Regions from separate parts of the Rattus norvegicus genome. Here region 2 is linked to region 1. Evidence: chromatin contacts called from public HiChIP or PLAC-seq data. All regions are on one chromosome and are shown on one strand. Each heading gives the region's core, a stretch centred on a gene start, on an enhancer-like site or on the middle of the called end of the contact. The rest is flanking DNA. Distances are from core to core; before and after follow the strand shown.

Region 1 (4,155 bases), core at 1,096-3,595:
CTCCATAAAATCACATAGGAACCAGTCTGGTGGCCCCTAGTAATCAATGATGGCTCAACCAGAAAACACTGCTGACTTTCACACTAGATGTCAGAGTTCTTTCTTCAAGTCTGAAGCTCACTTGATGCTGGATAGGGTTTCTCCTTCTCAGCCTCCCAGGGGTTCCTACAGTCAGCCTTATGTTACCCTAGTAGCCTGTCTGGGATAGTACTGATCCAGGAGCTGGCTGTTCTAGCAGGCCCACTACCCCTTGCCAGTAGGTGGTACTTCTAGAAGGAGTATGGCTAGCTAGATTGACCTTCCCCAGGCAACAGCAAGTAAGAGACGTTTCTGAAAAGAGCACTTTGTTTGGGGGTTGTTCATTTGTTTCACTAGTTTTGGGGTGTTTTTTGTTTGTTGTTTGTTTGTTTGTTTTCAAGATAGGGTTTCTCTAGTAGCCCTGGCTGTCCTGGAACTCCCTCTGTATCCCTGGCTCAAACACAGAGATCCACCTGCCTCTGCCTCTACCTCTGCCTCCTGAGTGCTAGGATTAAAGGCATGCACCACTACAGCCTAGCTAAGAGAGCACTTTGTACATATCAGACACTATGGTACTTCATCTGTGTGAACTCAGATCTCTTCATTCTGCCATTAGGAATGTAAAAGGAGGGTGTTCCTTGCCTTTTGCCTCATAAACAAGGAAAATGAACAAAGGAGATAGGTAACCTGCCCAAGCAACATAACTTAGGTCAGAACCTAGGCAGCCAGGGTGCTTAGAACTATGCATAAGAGGGGCTGGAGAGATAGTTCAGCAGTTAAAAGAGCCCATGCTGCTTCCAGAGGATGGAAGTGCAGAGCCCAGCACCCACACCAGGGCTGCTTGTGATCATCTATAACTCCAGCTCCAGGGTAGCACATGGCATACCCACAGACAGACACCTACACAGAAATAATACTTTTTAAAAAATGTACTGCAACTCCAGTTCCAGGGGCTCTAACACCCTCTTCTGGCCTCCATAAACACCAGGCATACACTTGGTGCACAGACATACATACAGGCAAAACACCCAAGTGCAAGAGAGAGAGAGAGAGAGAGAGAGAGAGAGAGAGAGAGAGAGAAAGAGAAGGTAGGGCAGACAGATGGAGCCTTAGGGATGGTCAAAGCCCTTGCAACGTGAATCACTCAGTACATGTGAACATACAAATGAAACTGGTCACACTGCCACTTAGGGTCCACTCTCATCACTGGGGCAAAATCCCTTTGCAAATAGAAACTGTGGCCAGAAGCCAGTCATTTTCATGTGCCTTCCCCCACTGACCTCCACCTTGCCAGAAGAGAATTAGGCATTGGACTCCCTGTTTTGCAAGTGAGGGTTAGAGGTGACTTTGTCAAGTCATTGATACCTTGTCTATGTTGCAAAGCTCTTTAGCAGTAAGAATCAGCCCAGCACTGGAATACACCACAGGGTTGATACTCACTTGCCTAGAGGCGAAAGGCTCTATGTTCCACCTAAACCTCACAAAAGCAAGACTCAACCCAACAATAACAGCCAAGAGGAGGGCTGTGGGCCAGCAGGGTCCTCTCATTATGTTCATTTTAAAATGGAGGAAGAGAGCCCTCCAAACAGTAGCTGATGCTAGGATTTGAACTCAGGCTGGCCTCCCTGAAAATCTTTGTCCTGAGGCTACAGGACCCTCTTTGTTTCTGAGATCACAAAACACATCAAGGTCACTTTTAATACCGATAGCAATTCATATTCCCATTCTTGACAGAAGAAACTGATGCTGAAGGAAAGTGGCTCCCCTAATTCCAGCAGTGGCTGGAATTCAGACATTTTCTCTGATTCTTAATCTGGTGCTTGCTGATCTGTCCCAAGAGAGCCCACTGTGCAGATGAGCAGTCTCCCCTGCACACCCTTTTGCAAGCTCCTACAGGTCTGGGTGGGCGTTCAGCAAACCTGCTGCCTGATCCCATTAGCCCTCTCCATTAGCTGCAGCAGCCCTCTCTCCACACACACACACAAAGTGAGCAGCTCAGGCCTAGAGACCAAACACAGTCTACCTTGTGCTGACACTGATGGCATTGAGTCCAGAGAGCAAGGGGGAAAGATTCCTTGGCTGGTTCCAGCATATCATCCACAGCTCCCAGCCAATGCCATACCGCCTCTCTATCCGGGGCCCTGGAACAGCCATTTCTCCTCTTCACAGGCCCCTATTGCCCCAAGCAAGCAACTGTGCAAAAATGGGACATTTGTTGACTGTCTGCCTAGTGACAACACTTCAAGAGCCTTGAAGACTTAACACTGGATTGTTCATTGTGAGCACAGAAATGAAGCTCAAAGAACCGAAGAATGTCTGGTGTGGCCAGAGCCCTTGTGCATGTTGACTGCTTTCTCTCCTGAGAAAGCCTATTCATCTGTAGCAAGAACACCTCAATTTCTTTCAGTCCTGTATGTCCCCTTCTCTCCCACTCTCTGCTTCCAAGGTTTCCCTCAGCCCTGCACACCTCAGCCCTGCACATGCGTCTCTGAGTCTCCGAGTATCTGTCTCTCCCACACCTGCCCTTCTGTTTCAAGGGCTCCAGAACCAGCAGAACAAACTCTTGTCTTTTGGCAGCCAAGCCTCAGCCTGTGCCTCCTGTGGCCTCCCCCTCCCTGGTGTCACATTCCAATCTTAGGTCTTCAGTGACCCACCGGAAAGGGGCACAGCTCACCCTCATTCTTGGAGAAACAGGATGAGCCAGTTTCTTCCAGTCCCCTAGGTTTCTTGAAGCGCGTGCGCACACACACACACACAGACACACACACACAGACACACACACACACACACACACACACACACACACACACTTTTTTCACAGAGAACAGGTACCAGCCAAGGATCAAAGGGGCCTCTGAGGGGCTGTGAGGTTCCTATCCTCTGCACTTCACCTGGGGCCCCTACCAGGAAGCATTCCTAAGCATCTGAGCTCTAGTCCCCACCCCTGGCTATGGGCCCTGGAAGGAGTCACTGGGGCTCAGCTGCTCTAGCCTCATGTGCAAGGCAGAAGGGCCTATCATTCAGAGATCCACGCTAGGCCACTGACATAGACAAAGAGAGATGACTCATTCTCTTGGAGGTCAGGAGGAGGAGACAGGATGTCTGTTTGGGTCTTGGGAGGCAGATGAAGGGCACCCAGGTGGAAAGGGCAGCCCAGGCAAACTCAAGAGGCTGGCAGGAAAATAGCTGAACTGAAAGGAGGGTAATGTGCAGGAGTAGGGCAGGGGACTGAGAGAATTCTGGGAGCATGTGAAATACCCCAGGCTAGCCTCTGGTCAAAAATCAAAAAGAGGCTTCAAGGTAGCTACTGGAGTTCAGAAAAAAGATGGCAAGGAGGTCAACAAGGAGGCCCTGGCACAATGAATGGCTCCTCCACCATTTCTCCTGAGTCAAGTGACTAAAACACAAAGTCTCCCAAGTGCAGCAGAAACATTCTCCCTCCTTCTCTACCTCTGCCCCGTGTATCACTTGCTCACAACCCTCTCTTCCATAAAGATCTTGCTGTTGCCTGGGTCTCACACACCTGTCACTGGGCAGTAACCTAGGGAATATTTCATGCTTAGACCCTGACATGGCTTTGAAAACACTAGGTCTTTGGACAGTCCACAGTTGCTGGGGCCTGACATCCAGGGCCTGTCCCAAAGAGAACCCTGGTCTGAGGACATCATCATTGCCAATGCGCATGGCTCCTCCTCCCTGGGAACCACAAACACACATACATACCACAGCCCAGGCAGCTGGTTGAGGCAGAAAAGGACAAGTATGTGCTGCCGTCGACACGGAAGACAGCCATGGCAGGAGCGAAGCAGCAGCAGCTGGCCTTTCTCAGGATCACCGACCTAACCATCTATGGATACCTACAGCTGCAGTCGGCACTGGGATTCTCATTGTACAGATGGAGACACTGAGGCCCAGGGTGGTAAACAACTCCCTCAGCAGATGGTGGAGCCAGGAGTCCATCCAGAGTCTCACCCACTCCCCTTCCAGAGAGAAGGGAAACCAGGGCTGCAGACTAAGAGATCTGGGTATGGTTTCACTTGAGGGGAAATAAAACTATGCATTTGTCCACAGCCTTTTGCACACATTAAGTGGGCAGATGGAAGGATACAGTGACTTTACAGGATCACCAGTGCTGAG
Region 2 (4,155 bases), core at 1,237-3,736, 150 kb before region 1:
CTCAAGGATGGCAGTATGCCTTACACGTTTGTGTGAACACGTGCACTAATGTTGGTGAAGATATCTGAGATCCCTAAGTGGGCAGAGGGCAAAAAGAATCACACTTTCCAATGCGTTTTTCTTATTATGATCCCTCTAAACCAGTTACCTATGCTTTGTTGTATAAACATAACCTGTTTTATTCTTCTATTAATGACCCAGAAGGAACAGTATTGTTGTTCTAATAATTACAGAGAGCGATCAGTTAATTGCCTGATTGCTATTTATGTTAGTCTTCTTGTAAAGGCCAAATGTAGTCTTGTGGTACCAAGGAAGGATTCATGATTAGTAATGCCTTTTGGGTTGCATTGCTAGTCTGCAGCATATTGTTTGGAAAGGAGGGAGAAGAGGGAAAGGAGGGAGGGAGGAAGGAAAGGGACAATGGTGGCTCTGCTGCCCTGATGAAGAGACCCATCTAGGTTCTGTGGATTCTAACTGAAAACACCACCTGTGTTAGGGGGAGGGCCATGCTAAGGCACTTAGGCACACAAGTGAATCAAAAAGTACTGTTGTTGTCATGCCAGAGTGTCCCAGAAATGGATCCAGCTGCCACCATTCCCAGGTCCCAGTTACAGCCCAGGACAACTGCTGGCTCGTATTCTTCACCTCCTGCAGCTCCCTACTCTACTCTACAGGCCCCGGCTCTGAGTGTGACGGGCCCCATCACAGCCAATTCAGAACAGGTATTCATGTGCTTCTAGTTTGGCATAAGCAAACCAGCTAACTGCCCTCTTGTACCTCTCCAGGGGACAGAAGTTTCCCTAGACTTCCAGGTACTATGCTGGGTGTGGGGACACAAAGATGGAAAGACCTGGCCTCTGGAGTAGACAGATTGGAGATCACTGCAGTAGTATGTGGTCTTCTGTGGTAGGAAGCAGAACTGAAGATTCCGTGAGCCAGGGCTGAGCAAGGCATAGAAGGAAACTGGTAACTTGGCACAGAGGCTCTGGAGTGGGCCTGGGGTTTTGTCAGCTGAGGCCTATGCAGGCAATATCATCAGCACACACAGCACAGAATAGTAGCATAGCGGGGAACATCCAGTCCACCTGCAGAGTGGGTTAGCATATAGGCTGAGTGGGAAGATGGGTGACAGAAAGCAAGGTCCAAAGCAAAGGAGCATTGGCGAACTGTGAATAGGCATCTCCCCTTGGGGAGAGCATGGATGCCATGAGATGTGCCAGCCATCACAGTTCATATTTAATCAATGAGGTACCCTGGAGGCAACAGCTAGATGGAGGAGGCCTTCCAGAAACCTCTTCTGCCTCTGTCTGAGTGTTACATCCTGATAAGTTACTGGTAATTTCACTAAATTGTATTTTTAGAGAATTTATAGAGACTATTTTTAGTTGAATCTATAGAATTCTATTGAGATTTTAGAGTGGGTGAGACTTGGAAGAAATTTACTTGCTGTTTGCAGTTCCGTTTGTTACAGTGCCATTACTATGGAACATTGTTAAAACGGGAATTCAGGCAGTTGTTTATAGGTAGAGCTCTGTCCTTCTGCCCATGCTAAGGGAGAGCATGTGGGGAAAGCAGGATGCAAGCAAGGAGGCACATAGGCCTGGGTGCAAGCCACATTCTTCCGTTCCATGTAAGGCTTCAGTAGAATAACTAACTTCAGTCTGAGCAGGTAGCCAGGTCCTGACCCTGGTCCACAGAAGGAAGGCGTTCCCATGTCTCTACCAAACACTGTTGCTGAAATGTGGAGTTAATGCTCTCAGTCGGGCCTGGGTCACTGAATGCTGCCCCTCTTCACGCACAGAACCAGAGCCTTTGTAAAGGGGAGCTGTGGACAGAGGTCTTGGCTCTAGGCCCTGCTTCCTTGGGCAGAGCTCCAGGTTTGCTCTGAGAGGAAACAGAGAGTATTGCAAGCTGAATGGCAATGGAGCCCTTGCATTGGCTCACTGCAGTGTAGTGGGTGCTAAGAAAGGGTCATCAGCAGTGGAGTAACCAAGAGGAGACCCTGAGTGGTAAGTGTAGCAACCCTAAGAACTGTGGCTCCCACCCCAGGTGGAAAATAGAAACTGAAGCATGTAGGATAGATAGTGTGTGGCCTGGGCTGCTTCAGAACCCATCAGCGGTAGAATCTTCTTACTCAAGAGTTAAGGAGGCTTCGAGGCTACCCCCGAAGTAAGGCAGAGGCTGGCTTCTGGAGCCCAATCCATCTTTCAGGTGTCTGTTGAGGTTACTCCCTGAAGAGTTAAGAGTTTGCTGAGAGACTCTTATAGCATGAGAGAGGCTGAGGGAGACTGGTAGGTGTTTGTACTTAGGCAAGCCAGGGGAAATGGAAAGGCCTTGCTAGGAGAGACAGGTATGGATCTGGAATAGGTCTCTTGCAGGAGAAGTACCCACTCCGTCCAGCTCTGGGACACTATAGGACAGGTGTGCCTATGGTCACCAGTATGCATTGTACCAGGTATATCAGGCATGAGGTAGACCCCACAGCAACCTGTGAGGTGTGGGGTTATCACTCCCTTCCCATAGGTGAGTGGGTAGGCTTGGAAGAAGCCAGTCCATCTGTAGACATTGGTGCTGTAGCATCCTCTGCACATAACTCAAGGCAGGCTGTAACTCTGAGATGACACCATTCCTGTATAACTTTTATGAGTCTCACTGTGGACAGAGAATGTACCTGTGGCTTCCACTGGTGTCTTGAAAGGATTAGAAACCCAGGAGGTAACCCAAAGCTCAGACTGGAAGACTGAGGGAGACAAAATACAGTATGCCAACTGCAGGAGAGAAGGCTCAGGGTTTGCGGATGCTGATGACTGGGCGGGGTGGGGTGCTTTTAAAAGTCTGCTCCTACTCCTCACCTATTTTTTCTTAGCAGAAGAATGCTCTGAGCACTGGCCAGCCTCCTTTAGGGTATGACGCTGGAACGGACAGAGTCTATGTTCATGAGGGTCATAAAGGGATCTTGGAGCACCTGCACTACCATATACTGATTTCAGAGAGAAGAAACAGAAGCCTAGTCAGTTACAGGCCTCTGAGGGCCCTGTGGGAGGAGAGCTGCGAGTGTTCAGCTCTCTTCTGCCCCATGCTGCTTACTGTACGTCGTTCTCCACATGCTGTTATGGACAGCGAGATACAAACAACAGACTTAGTGACCAGGGTTCCCCGCCTCCTCCATGTGGTTCTCACCATACTCCAACCCTTGGTAGGCAGAGCCAAGCGGGTAAGAGGCTACTCCTATGGTTCAGATTAATCTAGGTAATCTCATAGTGGCAGGATGTTGCAGGCTGTGGGCTGGCTGGTTCTGATCCTGTAGCTCACTGATCTTCTTCCTGCCTTTTCCTTGACCTACAGATTGCTAGGCTGCGCAGTGAGCTGGACATTGTTCGGGGAAACACAAAAGTCATGTCTGAGATGTTAACAGAAATGGTCCCTGGGCAGGAGGATTCTTCTGATCTGGAACTACTACAGGTGAGGATAACCTTAACTTCGGAAGTATGGGCTGAGTGCCTGGCTGGGCCCTTAGGGGCAGTGCTGCATACTGTGGGAGCACCCTACTTGGGCACACAACCATGTTGACAAGTCTGGTGGCACCATGGTGGAGAGGGTCCAAGTCCATGTTGGTTCACATTCAGCCTTACTTCTTGAAGATGGGCAGAGGCCAGTATCACTCTGTACTTTAAATTTTTTATTTAATAATTTTCCCCACTTTAAAGTACCAGTTGTAGAATATGTGCCTATCAAAATGAAAAATATTTTTCTTTGGTTTAGCCATCTGCAATAAGTGGAATTTATCTTTTGATGTATTTTCAGGTAGACTCTTTGTTGTGTTCATGCATTTTACATTGAGTTGAAACCTTGCTATGTGTATAGTCCTGTTCATGACTTTGCTCCCTTGTTACTGTGTCATAAACATTTTGGAATAAGAGTTCTTGGGCCTTGGAGACATGGAGAAGCCCTGCTAGTCTCTCATCCTAAGGCAGGCCATTCTGAGGTAAATTTAAACCCCCTGTTCTCTGCCTCACTGCTGGAACTGCTCAGGCTTGGGGTGAACACTGGTTCCTGAGAAGCTGCTGCCCCACCCCCAGCCTCTTTGCCTCTGAACGCTGTAGATGGTGATGCTGGAGTTGGGACATAGGGCCGTGCCCACTAGGCAAGTTACTC

The links. HiChIP or PLAC-seq counts read pairs in DNA pulled down with a chosen protein or histone mark.
Region 2: a contact with region 1 is called in an H3K27ac HiChIP or PLAC-seq map of oligodendrocytes, with 2.9 times the contacts expected there. The contact joins two enhancer-like sites. A contact is called at or near these places in 3 of 12 Hi-C or Micro-C datasets (Schwann cells, liver and mammary epithelial cells) and 1 of 1 datasets of contacts at active chromatin or transcription factors (oligodendrocytes).

The regions. Positions count from the first base shown.
Region 1 is chr10:45,415,486-45,419,640 of GRCr8, reverse strand. It overlaps a transcript of Rai1 not described here. Among named protein-coding and RNA genes, the nearest start is that of Rai1, 30 kb to the left of the region's middle. Within about 2 kb of position 2,345, at least 15 of the 93 cell types and tissues checked have an H3K27ac peak or open chromatin away from gene starts, as enhancers often do.
Region 2 is chr10:45,566,397-45,570,551 of GRCr8, reverse strand. It overlaps Tom1l2 (target of myb1 like 2 membrane trafficking protein), which reads left to right. Exons shown (of 15, transcript NM_001399549.1): 6 at 564-722; 7 at 3,346-3,462. Among named protein-coding and RNA genes, the nearest start is that of Srebf1, 39 kb to the right of the region's middle. Within about 2 kb of position 2,486, at least 12 of the 93 cell types and tissues checked have an H3K27ac peak or open chromatin away from gene starts, as enhancers often do.